3 separate regions of the Sus scrofa genome follow, and regions 2 and 3 are each linked to region 1. A link is a contact called in public HiChIP or PLAC-seq and promoter capture Hi-C data. All regions are on one chromosome and are shown on one strand. Each heading gives the region's core, a stretch centred on a gene start, on an enhancer-like site or on the middle of the called end of the contact. The rest is flanking DNA. Distances are from core to core; before and after follow the strand shown.

Region 1 (5,032 bases), core at 1,460-3,959:
GGATCCTTAACCCACTGAGTGAGATCAGGGATCGAACCTGCATCCTCACAGCTGAGCCACACCTGAAGCAACCTTCAGTCTAGAGGAATCCACGCCTGATTCAGCCATAAGCTCCTCCCCACATTTAACCGGGAGGCTGTGAAGGCTCCCCCAAAGGGACCCCCAGCTGGGTGACAGGCACAAATTCAGTAACCCTCTCTGGACCTGAGCCTTCTCTCCATCCCTTCTGTTCAGTTACTGCCCAGACACCAAAAGCTCCTTCAGCCTTGCCCACAACTATTCCAGAAGTCTTTTTGCACACAGTGGGTGCTTGATGAAGTGACAAAAAAATAGAAAAAAGAAAAAAAAAAAAAGGCAGGGAATGAGATACACGGAGAACTGGATTATAGTCCTGACTGATTTGCAAAGATGCTGGGCAGTCCTTTTCCTATCTAGGCTTAAATTTCCTCATCTATCTCATCTATAGAAGTGAAGACTCCTCCCAGAAATATAATTCTCCAGCATTCTAAAATACTTGTGCTGAAGGGAACAACAGGATTAGAAGGGACAGCTGGGAGCTAAAGTATGTGTGAGGGAGGGAGAGGGACACTCTAAAAGGGAGACAAACTTGAACTCCACCTCTTCCAGTAACTCTTCTATTTTGTTAGTTCTTCCAGAACTGACCCCTCCCCCACCCTATACGCTCCTTTTCCAGCATAACTAATCACAGTTGCTTCCACCTCCCAGCCAGCCTGGCCTCTCTCACTACCCTCCAGCCCACAGCTGTTGCCCCTTGTGAGGCCAGAAGCTGAGCTCCCATTCAGTGGGAAGGGGGAGAGAAGCTAGTGCAGGGAACTTCTAACATAGAGTCACGGAAATGAAGTATCCTGGCTGCCTAAGACTCCTGTCACAGTCCTGCTTCACTCTGCAAAATATGTCTTACTCTCAAATTAACGTTTCTCTTCTCAGGAGATAAAATATGTACCTTTCCTAAATCCTTCAAGACTCACTTTAGGCAGAGGTTTTACCTTTGGGAAGTCCTGGAGTTCTCTGGAATTCTGATGAACTGTCTGGACTCATTCCCCAAAAATCAGCATACTCATGAAATCTTGCATGAAATTTTAAGGGGTTCACAGACCCTCTTAGAATCACTGTTTAAGAATCCCTGACCTGGAGTTCCCACTGTGGCGCAGTGGGTTAAGAACCTCACTGCAGGGGTTTGGATCGCTGTGAAGTTCTATCCCGGGTGGGAGCAGTTGGTTCAAGGATCTGGTGTTGCCACAGCACAGGTCAGCTACTGCTGGGATTCAATCCCTGGCCCATGGAACTTCCATGTGCTGCGGGTGTGACCATTAAAAACAAACAAACAGCCTTGACCTACTCAAAATTACATCTGGCACAGAGTAGATGCTCAGTCATTTGCTGAATTACTGAAGGAATCAATTTGTATCCTAAGAGGAAAAGGGAAGCAACCACGATGAACTGGATACAAATTATCTTTTCACATCAGCACCAGAGAAGTACAGTTCCAGAAATGTGAAGACCAGAAAAAATAAGAGTCATACAGTAAAGTCAAGATTTTAATCCATGTCTATCTAAGGTGGTCTCTTTGTGCAGGTCAATCCTTCAATACTTCTCTTAAGTGACTGTCATTCATATGATTCTCAAAGTTCTACAAAAGGGCAAAGTAAAGCTTCTCTAAACTCCTCCAAGGAGAACTGAAATAACTTGAAATCATATTCTCTGGAATTGTGATAGGCCTCCTAGTTAGGGCTCCAGAATTGCAAAAATGCAAACCCCACAATACAAAGCAAGCCTTTCAACTACAATCACGTTTGCATAAAGCCTCATGGTTCACAAAAACCGGATTGGGTGCTACAATCCTGTCTCACAGGTTAAGAAAGAGACATGAAAGCGTGGCCTAATAAGTAGCAAGGTGGAACACTTCGCCCGAATTTCTTGTTTTAGCACTTCCCCAGATCGGACGAGGGAGACTTCCCCTTCCCATGAGTTTACTCGATGACAGCGAGCGAGAGGCCAGGAAGAAGCCAGCAAAAGAAGCAAAGTCCTCTCGCTGCAGACCCGCGAGTGGGGCAGAATCCCGGCAGCGGGAAGGCCAGGTTCCCAGGCCCCATTCCACCCCTGCTCCCTTCCTCGGATCCGCTTGGATGCTCCCCATCCGGACCCCATCCCTTCAAATGACCTGGCCAGTCCTTTTCCTTCCCGCCCCGCCCCCAACCTCCCAGGCAGAACTTGCACCCCGCAGCTCACCGTGGTCGGGTACCGCTCCCTCTGCCACGCCTGTCAAAGATCGGCAAACATCCGGCTCCGAGGTGGAACGGGAACCGCCCCCTCCCTGTCTCTTCACTCCCAACCACTTCCGCCACACCTCCAACCCACTTCCGACCCGCTGCCCGGTCCAAACATGGCCTTTCCAGGATCCCCGCCCACTTCCTGTACGTGCTGCTCACGTGCCTCCTTGGCTGCGGTGGAGTAGAACCGTCCGATTCGTCCCTCCCAAAAGGAGGCCCTGGAACAGTTAGTTCCGATGTTCCGGGTACTCGAATCTCTGGTGGACCTCCGGAATCCTTAGCTCGTATTCTTCTCGGACAGAGATTCGCCTCACCAGAATTCCCAAACTCCTGGTCTTGTGCACCAGTTAAGGCTGACTCTTACGATTCGTTCCCGAGAGGAAATTTGGGTGTCAATGACTGTTTCCGGGAGGAGCCTAGAAGGTGACACTCACTTCCGGCGGAGGGAGGCTTTTCGATCCGGGATGGAGGAGGCGGAGGAGCTTCTCTCGGCGAAGGGAAGACTGCAGTTCGGTGAGCGGCCTGCGGTGTCTCCGACCCTCGGCTCAGATATTCCTGACGTTCTCTGGTCAACTCTTATCCCCCGACCCTTTTCCTCCCGAGCCTGGCATCCTCCTCCGGTGCCCTCAAAATCTCGGGGGCTTCTTTTAAGAGCCCTCGAAGTCCCTCAGGTCTTTTCGGGGCCCCTTAGAGTCTTTATATATCTCTCAGACTCTTGAGGCCTAGCTGGACCTAGGGTTTTCTCCCTCATCTTTCCCCACCCCACTACCTCTTGGGCGGCTTCCTCACTTCTTCACTGTCTTCCTCTCTCGCTGCAGTCCCCGGCCCACGCCTGGACCCGGACTCAGGATGGAGCCCTTCCGGAGAAGGCTGTGCACAGGGACCCAAAGATTTCCCAGCCAGACCGACCCGAGCCATCCTCGCTCTAAAGAGCCTCCCCCGGGGCTTGGCCCTAGGTCCCTCACTGACCGAGGAACAGCGCTTGGGGGTCTGGTGTGTCGGGGAACCCTTGCAGCCGGGACTGCTCTGGGGACCACTGGAAGAGGAGTCTGTCTCTAAGCAGAAGGGTGATGCAGCGGAAAGAGAGCAAAAAGAGGTATTAAGGGATCGGGCATCTCCCTTCCATGATTGAAAATTTAGTTCAGACATTTCTTGTTAGAAGATGCAGAGTATTTAAAGGGATAGGAGATGGTTTGGCCCCCTTCTGTCCAGGACTGTCTTTTCTCCTTCCTTGCAGTAATTAAGAGGTGCAAAAAATTGTTAAAAGCTGAATTAGTAGAGTGTTAGCAGTTACAAAAGTCAAGAACAAAGGTTTTGGGAATTAAAAAGCCCCTGGGATCAAATCTCAGCTTTGTCACTTAGCTGGTCAGATGGCATGTAAAATAAAGGAATGGCTCTTTATTTTAATCCTCCAGGATTATTTGGAGGGAAAGGTGAAACAGCACAGGTAAAAGATTTCATTGCATAACTCCTGAAAAAATTTTAAATTTGAGGTACCTCTTACTTCTGTTTGGTACTCATTGAAAGGAAGTAATATGTTCAATTCAGTAATTTTTCACACTTTGGGAGGGAGGTGTGGGGACAATTTTTTTTTTTTTGGCCTTTACTGAAGGAAAATTCAGACAGTGCAGTCTACAGAGAGGCAGAACCAGAGACCATTAACCTTCCAGGGGGCTTCATCTTAGGTCTGTGTTGGGAGCAATTTCATCAGGTGTTTTTTTTTTTTTTTTCTTTTACGGCCACACCTGTAGCAAATGGAAGTTCCCAGGCCAGGGGTTGAATCTGAGATGGAGCTGGGGCCTATGATACAGCCACAGCAATGGCAGCCCTGGATCCAAGTCCCATCTGCAAACTACGCAGCAGATTACCGCAACGCTGGATCCTTAAACCACTGAGCAAGGCCAGGGACCGAATCCTCATCTTTCAGAGACAATGTTGGGTCCTTAACCTGCTGAGCCACAATGGAAACTCCTTATATCAGGTTTTGTTTGTTTTGCCCTCAAACACATGAGAGAAGGACTTTTATTGGTTTATTTCAGGACGTGTCACTAGACCCATGGGGAGATGTGTGTGCTTGTGAGCAGAGTTCAGGCTGGATGAGGTAAGTTACAACAGAGTATGTTATGAAGATGCTCCCTTGAGGCTTTGTTTTGTGGCCTGGGTTGGAACCAGAGCTAACTGTAATTCCCCACCCAAGGGCCTTTTGCAGTGTGTGTTCAAAAGGCATAAGATCCGTTAAGACTCAGACTGCCCAGGAGCAGGGGCTTTTAGGCAGGGCCACTTGCTTCAAGAGGGTCTCCTGAGCCAGCTCTTGCTCTGCTTTGCAGTTTGGTGCAGCGGGGCAAGCTGGAGGGTGAGGGAAACGTGGCTCCCGTGTGGATCAGCGAGAGGCTCCACCTACAGGTGTACCGGGTTGTGCTGCCAGGTTTCGAGCTGCGGCTGTGGCCCCGGCCTCCCGCTGAGGGCCTGAGCCCCAACCAGTCCAGACTAGAGGAGGAGGCAAGCATGGCTGGGGTGACAGAAATGGAGTCTGTTGTACAACAGGAAGTAGCCACAGAGGAAGATGCAACAGAACCTTGCACAGGTATGTGTCAAATAAATGCTGACTTCCCAAATTATCACCTGTTGATTAGACAAAACAAAGCTTATGGCTCAAGAAAGGAAGGGAGAACAGTATTCTGAGGAGGAAAGGAAAGGCCTGGATATTTATTGAAATTTTGAAGGCTGGTATAAGATGGATT
Region 2 (4,621 bases), core at 1,794-4,293, 300 kb before region 1:
GCTCAGAAAGAAGGGAGTCTTAGAGGAACTGAAAGCCCCAGGGCTTGATCGTCATTGTTTCTGGGGAGTCCAGGGGCACCTGGGATGAGAGAAGCCCGAGGCCTCTCCCCTGCACTCCAGAAGGACCCCCAGACTCTAGGGACCCTGGGGTCCGTGTGAGTTGGGAAGTGCTTCTGTGGCTGGAAGGAGGGTGGCCCAGAGGAGCCCCAGCCCTGCCCTGCCTCCTGCCCCCAGCTCCAGGAGCTGCACCGAGCCGGGGGTGACCTCCTGCACCGTGACGAGCGGAGCCGCACGCTTCTGCACCATGCTGTCAGCACGGGCAGCAAGGAGGTGGTTCGCTACCTGCTGGACCATGGTGAGCGGTGCCACTGGGGCCCCAGGGGGGAGGGAGAGGCCACCCCGCCTCTCTGACCTCCCCCTCCCTCCTCTGCAGCCCCCGCAGAGATCCTTGATGCTGTGGAGGAAAAGTGAGTATTCGGGCAGGGCAGAACCCTGGTTACCTTGGAAACCACCTTCATCGGCCCCTCCTACGTGGTTCTGTCAGAGCCCATAAACCCTTCCCGGCCATTTCCGTCCTCTGCCCCCCGCCCCCCACCACAGGACCCTGAAATTCCTGCCTTTTCTGATGGCCCTCAGGGGCAGGAGGGCCCGCAACAGTGGATGGGGTTTACAGCCTGTTCTCTTCCCCCAGTGGAGAGACCTGTCTGCACCAGGCCGCGGCCCTGGGCCAGCGCACCATCTGCCACTACATCGTGGAGGCTGGGGCCTCTCTCATGAAGACAGACCAGCAGGTGAGCAGACCAGCAGGGGGGCAGGGAATCCACCGAGCACCAAGCCGCCCTTTCCCCAGCTCCGTGCTAGCGAGGGGGCCTGGGGGAGAGCTGCCTCTGAAGATGCAGAGCTGTCCTACAGCCTCACGGTCCAGACCCTGAGACCCTGAGCCAGCGAGGTGGGGCCTCCGCCGAGCCCCAGGAATAGGGAGCCCCTGCCTTCTAAGCTGGGAGGGGAGACAGGTCCCTGAGCTGATGGCAGCATCCCCCTCCTCCAGGGTGACACGCCCCGGCAGCGGGCTGAGAAGGCTCAGGACACGGAACTGGCCGCATACTTGGAGAACCGGCAGCACTACCAGATGATCCAGAGGGAGGACCAGGAGACGGCTGTGTAGCTGTGAGGCCAAGGCCAGAGCAGCAGCAGGGACAAGGACTGGGTCGGGCGGCAGAAGGATGAGCCCCTCCTCACCCACCTCACTGCCACATTCCAGTCGGAAGTCGCAGAGGGACCCAGGCCCGAGGGACCCAGGCCCCAGGGCCGAGCCCCGTGCTGCCCCCCTGAGGAGCTGCCCAGATCAGGGCTGGACTCTGAGAAGCTGGGGTGGGGGGGCGGTCTCACCCATTGCGCTGAGGCTCCAGCATAACTCAGAGGTTCAACGGGGAAACAGGAGACTGGGCTGGGCTGGGCTGGGCAGGCCTTTGGGGGGACGGGGGCAGCCCTCACCCTCACTGCAGGGGCTGCCCTGGCGTTTAGGGGGAGAAAGAGGGCAGAGGGGCTCGAGGCCCTATCAGGGGGCCTTCAGGAAAAGGCTTCTGAAGATTCCCAGGCCTCTGGGACCCCCACTCAGGCTCCTGGGAGCTTGGGCCTGGTCTCCTGCCCTGATCCCAACCCTCCCGCCGGCCTCCTCCTGGAAACAAGGAGCCTGCTGCATCTGCCTGCGGCTGCCTGCCCTGCTTAGCACCTACCCCGTGACCCTCCTCTCTACCCGGTCATTTCACCTCCGACTGTGTGGCCCGGGGGTGGGGTGGGGCTCTCACGGTGACATGTTTACAGCTGGGTGTGACTCAGTAAAATGGATTTTTTTTCCTTTCTGCTTTTCTTTTTTTTTGCGGGGGAGATCTTCCTCCAGAAGCAGGGGGGTGTGCCGGGTTCCCCTCAGGCTGGGGACCCGAACACCGCAGACCCAGACCCAGACTCGCTTCAGGGGGTCCCGGTGCCCCTTTGGTGTGGGGTCCTAGGGGCTGCCCGGGACCTGACCTCGGCCTGGCTGCCGCGCTCGTCGCGGCTGGGGGAGGAGCCGATTTCCTCCTGCTTCCCGCTTCCCGCTGGGACGGTAACAATGAAAGTGAAAGAGGTAGAGCGGGGCGAGGCCTGGCTTCTGGGGCCCCTCGGCCCAGTGGCCTTGGGCAAGCCCCCCCCAACCCCCCGACCTAAGCTGCGTTCGCTGTTTAGGGGATCGGATGAGGTGGTCCCCGAGGCCCCTGGGTCAGAAGGGCTGGGCATTTGCAGCTGCTGCCGGGCCGGGTCTGGAACTTTTCTCAGACGGCTCTTGTCAGCTCCAAATCCAGGTCTGCGCGCTCCTCCTCCCTCAACTCCCCAGCCCCCGACCCCTCCAACCTGCGCTTGGAGAAAGGCGGAGGGCCTCGGCACCCGCGACCCGTGCGCTTCCCCGGGGTTCCCGGGCCCAGCGCCCCCGACATCGAGCAGAGCATCTCCCCGCACCCTTAGTGAAGCATTCGAGGCGCGGGCTGGCACTTCTTCCCCAGCGTCTAAGGGGCCCTGGGAGATGGAGCAGGGCCTCGACGGGGTTAAATGCTGCACCCGGGCCTCGGGGGCCGGAGCCGCACACAGGCTCCCAGCGGGCCCCGCGCCGAGACCTGTGACACACCCGGGGCTCCGTGCTCCCTCCAGGTGGCCACCTAAGGCTTCGTGGCCGTGGAGGGAAGCTGGCGGCCAGCGGGGAGAGGGGACGGCAAGCAGGAGCCCAGGACCCACGGAGCCCGTGGTTGGGGGCCAGGGACAGGGCGTGCCAGGACCGGACGGAAGCCCGGGGCCGGGAGAGCTGGGCGTCTGGGGATGGAGGGTGTGGGGCCGACTGGCGGGAAGCTGGGGTAGAGGCTGGGGGCGCGGGGCGGGAGCGAAGGCGGGGACCGCGGGGTCGGGGGCGGCGCGGGTTTGAGGGGAGGGGGCGGGACCTTCCTCGGTGGGGGGGGGAGGGGGCGGGGGCCCATGTGACCGGCTCAGACCGGTTCTGGAGACAAAAGGGGCCGCGGCGGCCGGAGCGGGACGGGCCCGGCGCGGGAGGGAGCGAAGCAGCGCCGGCAGAGAGCGAGTGAGTGCGCGGGGCCCCGGAGGGCGCACGGCGGCCTCGGCCCCTCGGCCGCAGCCGACCTGAGGGCTGGACGCGGGGTGGGGGTCTGAGCTGCGTCCCGGGCTGCAGACGGCCCCCGGGGGAGACGCCTCCCTCCGTGCGCCCCGGCGGGCGGCTAGGGGCCAGCGCCCCTGAGTCCGCCGCCGCCGCCGTACCAGCCCGACCCCTTGGGCCTGGAAACTGGGGAAAGGAGGTGGGAGGTCCACGCCTGCAGCCCCGGACGGGGACCCTGACCCGTGCTCTCCCCCCAGGATGCAGCGCCGAGGCTTCCTCCTCCTCGCCCTCTTCGCCCTGCTAGCGCTCACCGACGCGGTGGCCAAAAAGAAAGGTGATACAGGGGTTGAGGGATTGAAGGAGGGTCGAGGTGCGGCCGCGACCCCAGGAGGGGGTCTCTGCGAGAGTCTCTCCTGGCCCGGGTCCTGAGTTCTGTTCCCCGTGCGTTGTAGACAAAGTGAAGAAGGGCGGCCCGGGGAGCGAGTGTGCCGAGTGGACCTGGGGGCCCTGCACCCCCAGCAGCAAGGACTGCGGAGTGGGTTTCCGCGAGGGCACCTGCGGGGCCCAGACGCAGCGCGTCCGGTGCCGAGTGCCCTGTAACTGGAAGAAGGAGTTTGGAGGTGAGGTGGGGCGCAGGCGGAGGGTAGGCAGGGGTGGGGGTTGCCTGGGCAAACCGGTGGCGAGGGCGGCTGGCGGCCCAGCTCTGACCCCCGCCCCCCGCACTCTCCCGCCAGCTGACTGCAAGTACAAGTTTGAGAGCTGGGGGGCATGTGATGGGGGCACAGGCACCAAAGCCCGCCAAGGCACCCTGAAGAAGGCTCGGTACAATGCTCAGTGCCAGGAGACCATCCGTGTGACCAAGCCCTGCACCCCCAAGACCAAAGCCAAGGCCAAAGGTTAGTGAAGGGGGTGCAGTCGTCGCAGGGAGTTGCCCCACCTGTAAAGGGAATGATGAAGCCTGACGTTCTGCATTCTGACCAGCGACGTCTTGATGTGTTTGCCCTGGGGCTCCCTGTAGACAGAGACCGCAGATAAGTGGTCCTGAGGGCCTTGCAGAAGGTGCTCAGGAGATTGAAGTCTTGGCTCCAGGAAGGACAGAGCTGTTCTGTTGGAGCGTTTGGCCTCGGATTCAGGGAAGTGGACCTGGAAGGGCTTAGCTTTGCCGTGTCTCCAGCAGGAGGGGGCAGTTGCTATGTTGGAAGGACTTCACAGTCCATATTTCCTCCCTCCCTTAGCTTCATTTCTGACTCACAGCAGCCCTGGAGGCCAACAGGGTAGAGGTGGATCTGCCCACTTCTCAGGTGAGGGGGCAAGGCTATTGTCCAGGGCTGCTAGGACCAGGACAGGGACCGGGAACTTTTAAGTTTTTCTGATCCCAAGTGAAAGTCAAAGTTGGGGGACTGAGGACTGTCCAGCATCATAATGGCTGCCCTATCTTGCCAGTTTCCAGACCAGCTGATAGAGAACCACCAGGGGGCAGAATTT
Region 3 (4,817 bases), core at 323-2,822, 500 kb after region 1:
GTGCTAGCATAGTGCCTGGCCCATAACAGGTACTCCAAAAATGTCTTGAAAGCTTGAGCTATTTCAGAGTCAGAAACTACTTTGCTAGACCCTTAAATCTGAGCTTGGATGCTTGATCCGTTTTGCCAATTCCCAAGCCAAGCAGGAGCAACTCAGCCTCTGGGGTTTTGTTCCAGACACCCCTTGGGTGTCTTGTCCTGTAGCTGTAACCAGAAATGCCTGGAGGGAGGCGAGCGTGCCCAGCCTCACCCTTAGTCTCCTGAGGGCAGAGGGTGAGAACAGCAGGCCCCGTTTTCCTTACCTGTCAAGATCACAGCCTTACCTCTTGCCGGTGGTAGGAGGTGTTCAGAAAGCCAAGGTATCGCTGTCGCAGAGCCCGGCCCAGCTCCCAGTGCTGTAGCATCCCCTCCTGTAGGCAAACCCAAGGATTCAGAGGCCCAGAGGGGAGGGATGGCTCACCCCCCACCAGGGCTGGGCCACTGTTGCTTTCCAAGTTCTTGGCTGGAAGTAGGAGTGGGTTCATCTGATCCCTGAAGTCATTTATTAAGCAGCCGATTGTGCACTGTGTAGGCCCATTTTAATTGGCACAGGTTAAGAAATGTGATTAAAGTCAGCAGGCACATGGCAAAAAGGAATTCGGTGAAGCCCCAAGTCCTATAAGCCTGCTTGAGGTCATTCATGCTACAGCTCATCCTGAAGGAGAGCTGGCTTCTGACCCACCTTGGTTAGCTGACCAAAGCCCTGGGGCCATTTGTCTTCTTGATAGGGGTCCTTGGGATATGTCTTTACTGGCGAGCGGTCTCCATGTCGGTACAGCTGAGGAAAGAAAATGGTTACCCTACAGGTCACAAGGGTCTCCTTGACGGAGACACAGAGCCCAGGTCTGCCCCATGCTGAGAGGGAAGCGTCACTCCCTCTGGGATGCCTTAACTCCACCAACTGCAAAAGAACCCCAACTCAGAAGTCAGTAACCTCTTCCAGGTTCCAGGGATTCTAACTCGGCTAAGCAATGCCACTGGAGATCTTGGGAAAACCAAAGACAGGTGGGAAAGGAAAAGAAATCAAAGCAATGCAGACGGTGGGGGAAACAGTGAGGGGGTGGGGATCGCCAAAGGCTCCTTTAGACGTGAGTCTCTTAACTGTTCGTGAGTCTCTTAACTGTTCGACTACATCCCTGTCCCAGACCAGACTCACCCGACCTATCCCCTTACACCTTGCCTCCCCCGCCACCAAATACCCTAGGGCTTCGCAAAAATTCCGAACCCAGGCCCCCAACCCGGCAGGCCAAACGTCTCTTCCTAAACCAGCTTCTCCTCCTCTTCCTCCTCCTCCTCCAGACCCCAGACCCCAGCAAAGCCCCGCCCCTCCCTCCACCAGCCGGCCTGAGTCCTCCTAGCGCTGGCGAGCCCTCAGGTGACCCGTCTCTCAATACCAAGGTAACGAAGCGCAGACTCCGGGCCTGGATAGGTGGCATCACCATCAGGTTCACACCAAGAAGGAGCTGGAGTAGAGCCGGCTGCCTCCAGCCAAACTGTCTGCCCGCCATCACCGCTGCAGTCTAGACAGCAGAAGGGCTGGAACCCCCTGGGTGATACTTGCGGCAGCCGCCCGGACGCACCCTTAAGGACACACGCCGGAAGTACGCTCGCCGCCATCTTGCTAAAGGAGAAGCGGGATAGTGGGCGGAGGAATCTGGGAGGGAAATTCGTGTAGGAGGTTGGCAATCCCGGCGTGGCGGAGGAGCTTGGGCGTGTAGCGCGACCTTGGGCTGCAAAAAGGCCTTGAAGACCTCGGCTTGGTAAAGAGAACCCTGAGCTCGGGTTTGCTTCAGGCCGCGGAGACCCGGTACCAAGGTCGCTCTTGTATTGGGCCGGACCGTGGCCGGGAGAACGAGCGCCCCCTCGGGTCGAGGTGCCGGCGGGCTGACTCGGAGCCGGAGCGGATGCAGCATTGGGGCTAGGAGTGGTATAGGGTTCCTCTCTCACACCTCTGTCTGCGGCTGGAATTTGAGCCTTGGCCCTGGCTCTCCTCCCCGGAAGTTTTGTTTGAGGTGAGGGCACAGAGTGTAAACAACCCTTTGGACTCTCTGTCCCTGAGGTTGGTCCCAGTCTAGCCAGCTGCTCATTGCCTGAGCGCAGCTTCAGGAGCCCTCTCACTTCCCCTTCCAGTCCTTTCCCTGCCCTCTCACCGGGCCACTTCTAAGTTTTAGTTAATAGGGATCAAGATGTCAGGCCTCTTCTCAAAGGGGTTGGGTTGCACAGGATGTTCAGATTTTGCAAAACCAAAGCAGTGAATCTCTAGGGGAGGAATTTCTGACCAGTGGGGAGATAACTTAGGAGTAAGGAGAAGGAGCATATCATAAAGTGGGATTAGATGGGATTTCTGCAGAACCAGAGGCCCTCTTAAGAGGCCCTGAACGTTAGGATACAGATATAGCCAATTTGGCTTCAGGGCTTTGTGACTGTGAGCTTGGAATGACTCAGAGCTCAGAGAGGTTAGATCATAGGCCCTTGGGATGCTTTGATTAAGATCTGACCCCTAGGAGTTCCCATCATGGTGCAGTGGAAAAGAATCTGACAAGGAACCATGAGGTTGCGGGTTTGATCCCTGGCTTGCTTCAGTGGATTAAGAATCTGGTATTGCTGGAGTTCCCGTCGTGGCGCAGTAGTTAACGAATCCGACTAGGAACCATGAGGTTGTGGGTTCGGTCCCTGCCCTTGCTCAGTGGGTTGACGATCTGGCGTTGCCGTGAGCTGTGGTGTAGGTTGCAGACGTGGCTCGGATCCCGCGTTGCTGTGGCTCAGGTGTAGGCCGGTGGCTACACCTCCAATTAGACCCCTAGCCTGGGAACCTCCATGTGCTGCCGGTGTGGCACTAAAAACCAAAAAAAAAAAAAAAAAAATCTGCTCCCTAGTAGCAAATCACCTCATTGAGAAATAAAACCTGATCAGAACCTAGTGGGCATATGTGTCATTATCTTGCTGTAGGACTCCAAATTGAATTATTCATATATACCTCAGAATCTAAACTTTGCTTCCAGAATTGTTATGGAGGAGTGAATAGAAAGTGAGAGCTGTAGGCTGGGTAATCAAATAGTTCTTGGCGTTCTTATTTAGTCGCAAGCCCCTTTATGAAATCAGATGAAAATTTAGTCTCCACTACAGAAAAATATCCACATGTATGAACACACACAAATGTAATTTTGCATATAATCCCCAGAGGTCATTCTCTAGAGGATCAAGGTCTTCCCTGGAAGATCATGTCTAGGCTTTATAAATGAGCAGCTCTGAATCCTTGATTTAACCTAGTCCTCTTACTTCACAGGTAAGAAAACAGGCCCAAAGAGAGGAAGTGACTTGTCTAAGGTCTCACAATATAGGAGTATTGATTAAGTTTTCTGATTTCCAGTCAAATAATCCTTATAATGGGCTGTTTTTCACAGGCTACTCAGAGTGCATTGCTAAACTATGTTCAGTGGCCCCCAAATACTTTTAATAAAGAGATTTCTAGCAAAGGAAACCTTTTCATATTAGTGAGATTGAATGGGACATGGCTAATTGGCAGGTTTCTGCATATTAGTGGGAGTTTTGAGTGTTTTGTTTTAATAAGCCCCTTACTCTCCTTGCAAACTAGCCAGACCATTGTGATTTCAGAATATAAGTCCCTGGCTTACTAAATTTTGGCAAGTAGAACAAAAATCCCTCAAATTTATCTTTTGTTTTTCTTCCCACTCACTCAAGTATTTCTGTATTCTTTGTGCCTGCAAGTATCCCATGTAGGAGGGATTGATGGAGAAGATATTATTTTCATTTTTGTAGTGAGAAATAAACCCAGTAAGGGTGAGGATTACACCCTGTGGTCCCCACACCTTAGTTCTCTCAACTACAGATGCAAAAATAATAGACATGTAGGGAGTTCCCTTGCACAACAGGTCAAGGCTCTGGTGTTATCACTGCAGCAGCCCAGGTTGATGTTGGGGTGCAGTTTCAGTCCCTGCCCAGGAGCTTCCACATGCCATGGGTGTAGCCAAAAAAAAAAAAAAAAAAATAGACGTGTAGATGGATGAATAGATAGATGGATACAAGGGCCTACCTCAGACCAAATAAATCAAAATCTCTGAAAATGAGGCCAGGTTTGAGAACCACTGCTCTACCCTTTATTGGCAGAAGCAAACCTAAACCTGGGTGAGTTAACTATTTTTCCCATCTGGGAAGGCAATTTTGTGTAATAAAGTGAGGTGGGCATCTTTTGTTTGAGTCTGAGCTTTTGAATCAGCTGTACTTGTATTCAAATTTGATATTCGCCCTCTTGCTTCCTAGGATTATATATGAGAAATAAAGGAATACACATAAAGATAAATGTATGTGGTAGGGCCTATTAAATGTTACTTTTTTATAGAAAGTGTTATTGAAATACAATTGATTTACAATGTTGTGATAATTTCTGCTGTAGAACAAAGCGATTCATACATCTATGCATTACTTTTTGTTTTTGGCTGCACCCATGGCATATGGAAGTTTCTGGACCAGGGGTCAAATCCGACCCACAACTGCAACCTACACTGCAGCTGTGGCAATACTGGATCTTTAACCCATTGCAACAGGCCCAGAACCCAAGCTGCTGCAAGACAATGCCAAATCCTTAACCCACTGTGCCACAGCAGGAACTCCCACACTTTCATTCTTTTTCAGATTCTCTTCCCATGTAGAGCGCAGAATTTGGGGTAGAGTTCCCTGTGCTATACAGCAGTTCTGAGTTGGCCAATCGTTCCATATACCACGGTGAATAAATGTTGCTTCTCTTCTTTCCTCTCTGCC

Evidence for each region. Promoter capture Hi-C pulls out the DNA fragments that hold promoters and counts their contacts. HiChIP or PLAC-seq counts read pairs in DNA pulled down with a chosen protein or histone mark.
Region 2: a contact with region 1 is called in an H3K27ac HiChIP or PLAC-seq map of alveolar macrophages. The contact joins the promoter of MDK here to the promoter of ARHGAP1 in region 1. A contact is called at or near these places in 1 of 5 promoter capture datasets (fetal liver) and 2 of 2 datasets of contacts at active chromatin or transcription factors (alveolar macrophages and skeletal muscle).
Region 3: a contact with region 1 is called in a promoter capture Hi-C map of liver, with 3 times the contacts expected there. The contact joins the promoter of ACP2 here to the promoter of ARHGAP1 in region 1. A contact is called at or near these places in 1 of 5 promoter capture datasets (liver) and 1 of 2 datasets of contacts at active chromatin or transcription factors (skeletal muscle).

Annotation. Positions count from the first base shown.
Region 1 is chr2:15,831,962-15,836,993 of Sscrofa11.1, reverse strand. ARHGAP1 (rho GTPase-activating protein 1) reads right to left here and starts at 2,709. Exons shown (of 13, transcript XM_003122825.5): 1 at 2,251-2,709. ZNF408 (zinc finger protein 408) reads left to right here and starts at 2,445. Exons shown (of 5, transcript XM_003122824.6): 1 at 2,445-2,804; 2 at 3,110-3,387; 3 at 4,331-4,392; 4 at 4,619-4,875. The coding sequence starts at 2,687.
Region 2 is chr2:16,131,285-16,135,905 of Sscrofa11.1, reverse strand. MDK (midkine (neurite growth-promoting factor 2)) reads left to right here and starts at 3,043. Exons shown (of 5, transcript NM_001195352.1): 1 at 3,043-3,103; 2 at 3,394-3,470; 3 at 3,589-3,756; 4 at 3,871-4,032. The coding sequence starts at 3,395. It overlaps DGKZ (diacylglycerol kinase zeta), which reads left to right. Exons shown (of 31, transcript XM_021085253.1): 28 at 235-355; 29 at 434-467; 30 at 692-791; 31 at 1,049-1,860. The coding sequence ends at 1,165.
Region 3 is chr2:15,330,770-15,335,586 of Sscrofa11.1, reverse strand. It overlaps ACP2 (acid phosphatase 2, lysosomal), which reads right to left and starts at 1,572. Exons shown (of 11, transcript NM_001244740.1): 1 at 1,433-1,572; 2 at 721-816; 3 at 323-409. The coding sequence starts at 1,546. The region is part of intron 1 of NR1H3 (nuclear receptor subfamily 1 group H member 3); the gene reads left to right.